2 separate regions of the Callithrix jacchus genome follow, and region 1 is linked to region 2. The links are chromatin contacts, called in public Hi-C maps. All regions are on one chromosome and are shown on one strand. Each heading gives the region's core, a stretch centred on a gene start, on an enhancer-like site or on the middle of the called end of the contact. The rest is flanking DNA. Distances are from core to core; before and after follow the strand shown. Region 1 overlaps OAF (out at first homolog). Region 2 has its middle 28 kb from the start of TRIM29.

What was found. Hi-C and Micro-C count contacts between places; a contact is called where the count stands out from the background.
Region 1: a contact with region 2 is called in a Hi-C map of skeletal muscle, with 14 times the contacts expected there. The contact joins two enhancer-like sites. A contact is called at or near these places in 3 of 3 Hi-C or Micro-C datasets (induced pluripotent stem cells and skeletal muscle).

Annotation. Positions count from the first base shown.
Region 1 is chr10:19,868,970-19,872,906 of calJac240_pri, forward strand. OAF (out at first homolog) reads left to right here. Exons shown (of 4, transcript XM_002807279.6): 4 at 918-1,992. The coding sequence ends at 1,183. Among named protein-coding and RNA genes, the nearest start is that of POU2F3, 11 kb to the right of the region's middle. Within about 2 kb of position 1,637, at least 3 of the 16 cell types and tissues checked have an H3K27ac peak or open chromatin away from gene starts, as enhancers often do.
Region 2 is chr10:19,813,688-19,817,421 of calJac240_pri, forward strand. It overlaps the pseudogene LOC128929057. Among named protein-coding and RNA genes, the nearest start is that of TRIM29, 28 kb to the left of the region's middle. Within about 2 kb of position 2,299, at least 4 of the 16 cell types and tissues checked have an H3K27ac peak or open chromatin away from gene starts, as enhancers often do.

The DNA of each region.
Region 1 (3,937 bases), core at 387-2,886, 55 kb after region 2:
TGCCCTCCACACACACACATCCTGCACCCCAGACTATGGCACAGGCTCGACATAAGCAACCCCAGAAGCTGGCCCCTCCCACATAGCCCCTGAGCCAAACCTGGCCGGTCCCTTCCATTTCCCTCAGCACCCCTCATATGCGCTTTCCTGTTTACCCCAAGCCCTGGCCACCCTGACCTGCCCCTCTGTGGGTGTGCTTTGCTAGCCCTTCCCTGCCTGGCCCTACTCAGATGTCACCTTTCTTAAGAAGCCTTCCCAGCCTGGCCAACATAGCAAAACCCCCGTCTCTAGCAAAAATACCAAAAAATTAGCTGGGCATGGTGGTGCATGCCTGTAGTCCCAGGTAGGAGAATTGTTTGAACTCAGGAGGTGGAGGTTGCAGTGAGCCAAGATCACACCACTGCACTCCAACCTGGACAACAGAGCAGGACTCTGTCATGAAAAAAAAAAACCTTCCTTGACTTCCAATCCTGTCTCCCCACACCTCTACCTTAGCACACTCCAGTATGGCGCTTTTTAAAATCATCAGGTGGCAGTGTGGCTAAGTGGAGGCCTTGAAACCTTGGCCAGATCATTCAACTTCTCTGGGTCAGTGTTCTCATCAGTAAAATAGGGATGACAGTACTTAGCCCATGGGTGATAGAAAGAGGTACTGTAAGCAGAGCCCCTGGCACTCGGTTGATGCTGTGCCGTGGAGGAGGGCTATTGCCATTTAATCTGTTTCTCCCATGAGCCCAGAAAGGAGGAGCCTAGTGCCCAGGTCTTATCTCTGCATCCCACGGCAAGCTTGGAAATGGAGGTGTCAGTCAATGCCTATTAGATGATGGAGAAGACCAAGTGGGGAAAGGCAGCGGCCCCTGGCTGGGGGAGCTCCCTCCCTCCCTCCGTCCCTCCCTGATCCTTGCCTCTCTCCCCAGGTGTGGACAGTTCTGTGTTCGAGGCTCTGTCCAAGGCCCCAGAGCAGGCGGAGCTGCCTCGCTGCAGGCAGATGGGGGACCGAGGGAAGCCCTGCACCTGCCGCTATGGCCTGAGCCTGGCCTGGTACCCCTGCATGCTCAAGTACTGCCACAGCCGCGAGCGGCCCACGCCCTACAAGTGTGGCATCCGCAGCTGCCAGAAGAGCTACAGCTTCGACTTCTACGTGCCCCAGAGGCAGCTGTGTCTCTGGGATGAGGACCCCTAGCCAGGCTGGGGTGGGGGGATCCTGGGGGGCTCCTCTGGGCCCACTGCTCTTCACCAGCCGCCAGAGGGGGTGGCAGCCCCCACCTGAGGCCTTATTTCCCTTCCTTCCCACTCCCCTGGCCCTGGAGCCTGGGCCCCTCTGGCCCCACCTCGCATGACTGTGAAAGGGGTGTGGCATGGCAGGGGGTCTCATGAAGGTACCCCCACTCCCACCCTGTGCCTTCCTTGCGGGCAGAGGGGGAGAGGGCTCCCCAGACCTACACCCCTCCCTCCTGCGTCTCCCCTGAAGTGTTCACTTGTAAGCCGCCAAAATGTGATGGCCTGTGGTTCTTCTGTTGAACTCTTTAAAGGTTTAGACCCTAAAAGGAGTCTATCCCTGGACACCCACCTCCCCAGACACAACTCCCCTCCCCATGCACACAACTGGAAGGACCTGGCCCCTCAGTCTCTTCCTACGCCCCAAGAAGGGGCTCGCTACCCCCAAGGAAGGAGCTGTTGGGGACCCATGACACAGCCCCTGTTATCAATAATAGCACGTTCTCATTTCTGGCCCCGAGGCCGCGTGTAGGGCAAGTGGAGGCCTCCCGCCACTGAGACAGACCTCAGACCACGAGTGCCTTTCCCAGACCTGGACTTTGCCTCCAGAGCAGGCACCAGCTCTTTCCCTCTCTACACAGAAATATTTTTGTAAGGTTCTGGGGCAGTGAGGGAGCATGAAGTACGAGGAAAACTTGAATTCCAGATTTTTAATGCAAAGTATTTATCATTTGTACCAGAAATAAACGTTTTAAGTTTTTACTTGACTGACAAGACGGAGTTTGGAGAAAACTTTTGGCCAATGCTGCCACCTGGTGTCAGAAGTGTCCCTACACCCTATCCGTGGCCTATCTCGGAACCATGATTTCTAAAGCACCTCCTCTGTGCTCAATCATTTGGGGAAGGAAGGAGGAGAAGGCAGATGTTACTGGGGAAGGATGAGAGAAAACTTCTGCACCCAAGACAGACAGCTGCAACCTTAGTAAGCCAGTCAGTAATAGCCAGCACGAAGGCAAGAGATGGGATGGAGATTGGAACCCTACTTCAGATCCGGACTCAGCTACTTACCTGCTGTGCAGCCATAGGTCAAGTTGCTTGACGACTCTGTGCTTCCACTCCATCGGCTATAAAATGAGCTAACTGGCCGAGCACAGTGGCTCACACCTGTAATCCCAAAACTTTGGGCGGCTGAGGTGGGTGGATCACGATGTCAGGAGTTCAAGACCAGCTGGGCCAACATAGTGAAACCCCGTCTCTACTGAAAATACAAAAATTAGCCTCTTATGGTGGCGTGCGTCTGTAGTCCTAGTTACTTGGGAGGCTGAGGCAGGAGAATCGCTTGAACCCGGGAGGCAGAGATTGAAGTGAGCCAAGATCGCGCCATTGCACTCCAGCCTGGGCAGCAGATCAAGACTTCATCTCAAAAAAAAAAAAAAAAAAAAAAAACTGAGCTTGCTTAAGAGATAGAAGTGAATTCTTGCATGTCAAGCGTCTAGCACACAGTGCTCACTGTTAGCCGTGCTTAGTATCATTGCGGTTAGTGAAGAAAAACAGGCATTCCTGCATCTCTAAGCTTGAGGCAATGAAATCGGACGTCTGGAAGGCTTCTCACTTCCAAAGTATCTTTCAATATGAAGAGGCTGTAATAGGAAGTGCCAGGCAGGATGCTGGGTGGTTCTAGAACGGGGGATGTGCAGGCTGCATGTATTGGGAAAGGCTATCTGGAAGAGTTGGGGTGTGGGTTGAGGCTGGGAGATGGTAATGATTTGGCAAGGTAGAGGCATGAGTGTCTTAGGGGCTGGGAGAGTCTCGTGAGTTCCCCAGGGGACCCATCTTTCTTAGGGAGGAGACGGGGAGAGTCAGATCCTTCCTCCAAGGCCTTGGAGAGGGAAGGGGTTGGCAGAGTGGTCCACTTTACTCTGCTCCCAGAACTCACAGAACAGGCTGCAGCTGCCCCTCAAACTCATGCAGGCCAGAGGGTTGGGGGAGCTGGGCTTGCTAGGCCTTGGTGGAGCTGAAGGTAGTGGGGTGATAGCCTTTTCAGGTGGGCATGCCTCCCTTCTAAACCTGTTTTCAAGCGCCAGATCAGCCTTGCTGGGGCGTGGGGATGGAGCTGTCCCATCAGCCACCCCGCCGCCTAGGTCTTTTTCTCTTTCCCTTTCTGCCAAGGCCTCCATCCCAAGCCCCAGCCACTGCTGCAGGTGGGCGAGGGCACTTGGAGAAGCACCTGCTACCCACCTTGTGTGCCTTTTTTTGATGCAAGGAGAGTCCCCAAATCAGTATACCTTTCTATCTTCCCTTCTGACTCCCAAGTCACCAAAAGTAATGCTTTTTTAAAAAGCAATGTTTTCAAGACTTGGAGTGTTTGTCCAACCTTCCTGGACTAGCACCTCCTAGCCTGTGCGGCCCCTGCAATGAGGAGGCTCTGGACGCCATCACTACAGACATCCCTGCCTTGGGTTCCTCCTTAGTCTGAGGGGATGGGGATGAGATTGTTCCCTTAGACTCTGGGCTGAGCTTACACTCTGCAAAGTAGACCCCTCCCACAGGGTCACATTCCAGGACTGGAGGCCACCATTCCAAAGCCTCCCAACCGCCTTCACCCCACTGTCACAGCGCTCGAAATCCTGCCACGACGCTCACTTCCTTGCTGAAAAGCAAATTTTAGTGTGCCTCAGAATCACTTGGGAGCTTGTTAAAATAGATGTAGGTGGTCAGC
Region 2 (3,734 bases), core at 1,049-3,548:
CACAAATATGAGTCCTCCTAGTTGTTATCAGTGACTGGTGAGGATGGCAGATGGTGAAGCTGGCCACATAGGCACAGAGGTTATTGCCAGCAACCAGGGCAGATGGAAGCCTCTGGGGTAATTCTCTGAGAGTTAAACTAGGTAGTGAAACCCACACAGGAAGGGTATAGAGGTGGCCCAAGAGACTGTAAGTTTGAAGCTGAAAAGATTTGGAATCGTCCAAGTTTAGTCACAGCGACAAGGGCGTATATAAAGAGGCAGGACTGGTCTGTGATCATAGCTGGAAATGAGAAGCCCAAGCCTTTGAGCCCTGTTTGGAGAAAAGCTGGGGTAATCAAAAAGCGAGGGTTGGCAGGAAGCCAGAAAAAGACGGAATGTTTCTTTTTTTTTTTTTTTGAGACGGAGTTTCGCTCTTGTTACCCAGACTGGAGTGCAATAGCGCGATCTCGGCTCACCGCAACCTCCGCCTCCTGGGTTCAGGCAATTCTCCTGCCTCAGCCTCCCGAGTAGCTGGGATTATAGGCACGCGCCACCATGCCCAGCTAATTTTTTGTATTTTGAGTAGAGACGGGGTTTCATCATGTTGACCAGGATGGTCTCGATCTCTTGACCTCGTGATCCACCCGCCTCAGCCTCCCAAAGTGCTGGGATTACAGGCTTGAGCCACCGCGCCCGGCCAAAGACGGAATGTTTCTATGAGATCCAGCAGTTCTAGGAGAGCCCTACAGCGAACAGGGACACTTCCCGCACCAGGAGGCATGTTCTGTTGGAGGACAGGGGACTTCATGGGGTCTCCCTGAGAACTTCCGGTGACACTTTACAAGGATGGAGGAACCATCATTTGTTCTGAATCCAAGCCCACTGAGGAGCCTGGAGACCTAGTCAGCATCCCAGAGAAGCACCATGTTTGGCAGACCCGCATATTGGAGACCCTTTCCATTCATCACAGTCACAGCTAACACGCTTGGTGCGGGCACCGTTCTAGCACATGTCTGCCAAGTATTTGTAAGGGTGTCTCACAACAGCTCTGCGAGAACCTTTCAAACTGCGCTGACGTTATGGTTTCTTCTTCAGTCTCCTGGAAGTTTATCATGAGTCAGTTCCTCGAAGACAGACTGCCTCTGATTCTACAGACAGAAGCAAGCTTCGAGGTCTGAAAGCAGTGAACGGACTACAGATTGCGGTGACCCCAGCCCCCACATACACACGCTCGGGGCTGCTCCCTTTAGAGGGCCTGACGTGGAGTCCAGCCAGGCACCCGACTGGCGTCTCTACATTGGCTGTGGACATAGTGGTGGTGGTGATGGTCACAGCTTACCCATGATGTGGCAGATCTGGTGAGAGCCTCAGGCTGGGAACACCTGGGGTGGGGAAGGGACCTCCGAGAAGGAAGACGGTCTTCGGTCCATCAAGTGATGACCTGAGGAGGCTTCCGGGAGTCAGGAGGGGCTGGACCAGCGCCCGAGTCCCACATATATGTGTAACGCACTGGAGTTTGCACTTGCGTGACCCTGTCACCATCACCTCCTGGACTTCTCAGCAGTCTCCCCACTGCTCTCCGTAGAGTAACTCCAGCTCACCCCAAGTCACCCTCTACCCAGCAGCCAGAGGGATCTTTCCGAACATAAATTCCCTCTTCCATCATCACACCCTGCCCAACCTCAGTCCCTTCAGGAGAGAGACCCAGGCCTTGAGACGGTCGACGGTCCAAACCCTCCAAAGTCTGGCCCGGTCGCGGCACCCTGGGACCCCAGCGCATAGAGAGCGCTTAGGTCGTGAACGACTCAGCCGAGCGGCACCGGCGCACCTGGGAAGCGCACCGAGGGAGCCAGCTCCAGCTGACGCGCTGCATGAGCGGAGTCGTCCTTCTCTCCACCGCGAATGCCCGCAGGATGCGAGCGAAAGACCCGCCAAAGGGACGCCGAGGGGGCGCAGTTGGGGCGCGGAGGTGGGGGCGTGAGGCGCGGAACGGGCACGGGGTGGGGGCGGTGAGGCCAGGAGGGTGCGCGGAGGTGGGGGCGTGAGGCGCGGAGGAGGCGCAGTTGGGGCGCGGAGGTGGGGGCATGAGGCGCGGAGGGGGTGGCTTGAGGCGCGGAGGGGGCGCAGTCGAGGCGCGGGACGGGCACGGGGTGGGGGCGGTGAGGCGAGGAGGGTGCGCGGAGGTGGGGGCCTGAGGCGCGGGGCGAGAGCGCGCCCCAGTGTGGCCAGGCGGAGAGGCGCGGCCGCCCGGGCAGTGGGGGCGGTGGGAAGCGCGCGGCCCCCGCGCTCTCAGCGTTCCCTGGCCTGCCCCGGCTAGCTCGGCTTTGATGGCTGCTTCCGCTCCCCATAAAGGCGTGTTTCACGGCCAACGCTGGCCCGGGCTTTACGTCCACCCTCGGGCTCCCTTTGAGCGGCAGAGGGCCGCGGTGAAATCCCCGTCCGACCGGGCCGTTCTGGCTCTAGAGGGAGGCCCAGGGAGCGTGTGCCGGCGGCGTGCTCGGTGCCGGGCTCCGTGCCGAGCCCTGTTCGTTGCTAATCCCGGTTTCTGGCCCTGGGTCCGTTTCCCTGGCCCTGGCCCTGGCCCCGGCCACTTCCCCTCTTTGCGCGTCGGCACCGTGTTTATTAGTTCATTTCCCATCCCCACACCAAGCACTGCCTGGCACAGAGCGGGCACTCGGCAAAGACTTGCGGGATGAGCAGACGAGCACATCTAATGCTCGCAGGCGCCCTCTGCGGTGGGCGCTTACTACTTCCTCGGGAGGGATCTGGGATCCGCGAGGGGCCCCTGCCCAGAACCGTGCAGCCTGTGGAAGGCAGCGGGCGCCGGGATGCCGACTGGATCGGATGAGCTTCTCGGGAGATTCCCAGAGCTTGGTGAACAGAGAGTCTGCCCTGACGGTCAGGCCTAGCCCCACCGTCAATAGCAGCCCTAGGCGGAAGGGCTAGGAGAGGCGGAGGGGCCGCCCTGTGGAAGTGGCGTCCGCAGTGCCGAGCTCCTGTGCCTGGGAGGACGCGGGCGCTGGGCGACCCGCAGGCAGAGCTCCCTCGCTTTCTCACAGCTCGGCTCGCGGGAAACCACGCTGCCCCCTCGGCACAGTGAAGACAGGCAATGGCTGCTCCTAACAGAGGCCTGGCTGGGGAAGGGGCGCTGACACCCCGGAACCCCCTGGGCCCTCTGGAGGATGGAGCGTGGGGGGGGGGGGGCGGGGAGCTCTGTCTTGACCACACAGATGCAACCCATTCTTGGCACACCGGCGTACCTTGCCCGCAGATAGCGCTCTGCTCTCGTGGAGAGGTCACAACTTCCAGCCAACCCTCTGACCAAGGCTCTCTGCCTCTCCCAAGGAGCCCCCAGCACACTGGGTTTCCTCACCACCTGCCTCCATCTCCCTAAGCCCTAACTACTCATCGGAACCTGGAGCTCCCTTCCCTGCCCCAACTGTCCCTCTGTGGACCCCATTACACTACTTTCTGTCTAGCCCAACTGCCCTATCCTTTATGCAGGCTGTCAGGGGCAATGGTGGTGAGCATGGGTTATGGAGTCAGATCGCCTGGGTTCAAATCCTGGCTCCGCCATCTTCTGAGTGTGCGACCTTGGGCCAGTTCCTTTATTTCTCTGACTCAGTTTTCTCATCTGTAAAATTGAAGGAATGGTGGCATCCATCTCATAGGGTGGCTGTGAGGGTTAGAGGGCACACTGCTACAGGCACAGTGAACGTCAGCTCTTGTTGCCAGCCTCCCCCGACGCACAGCAC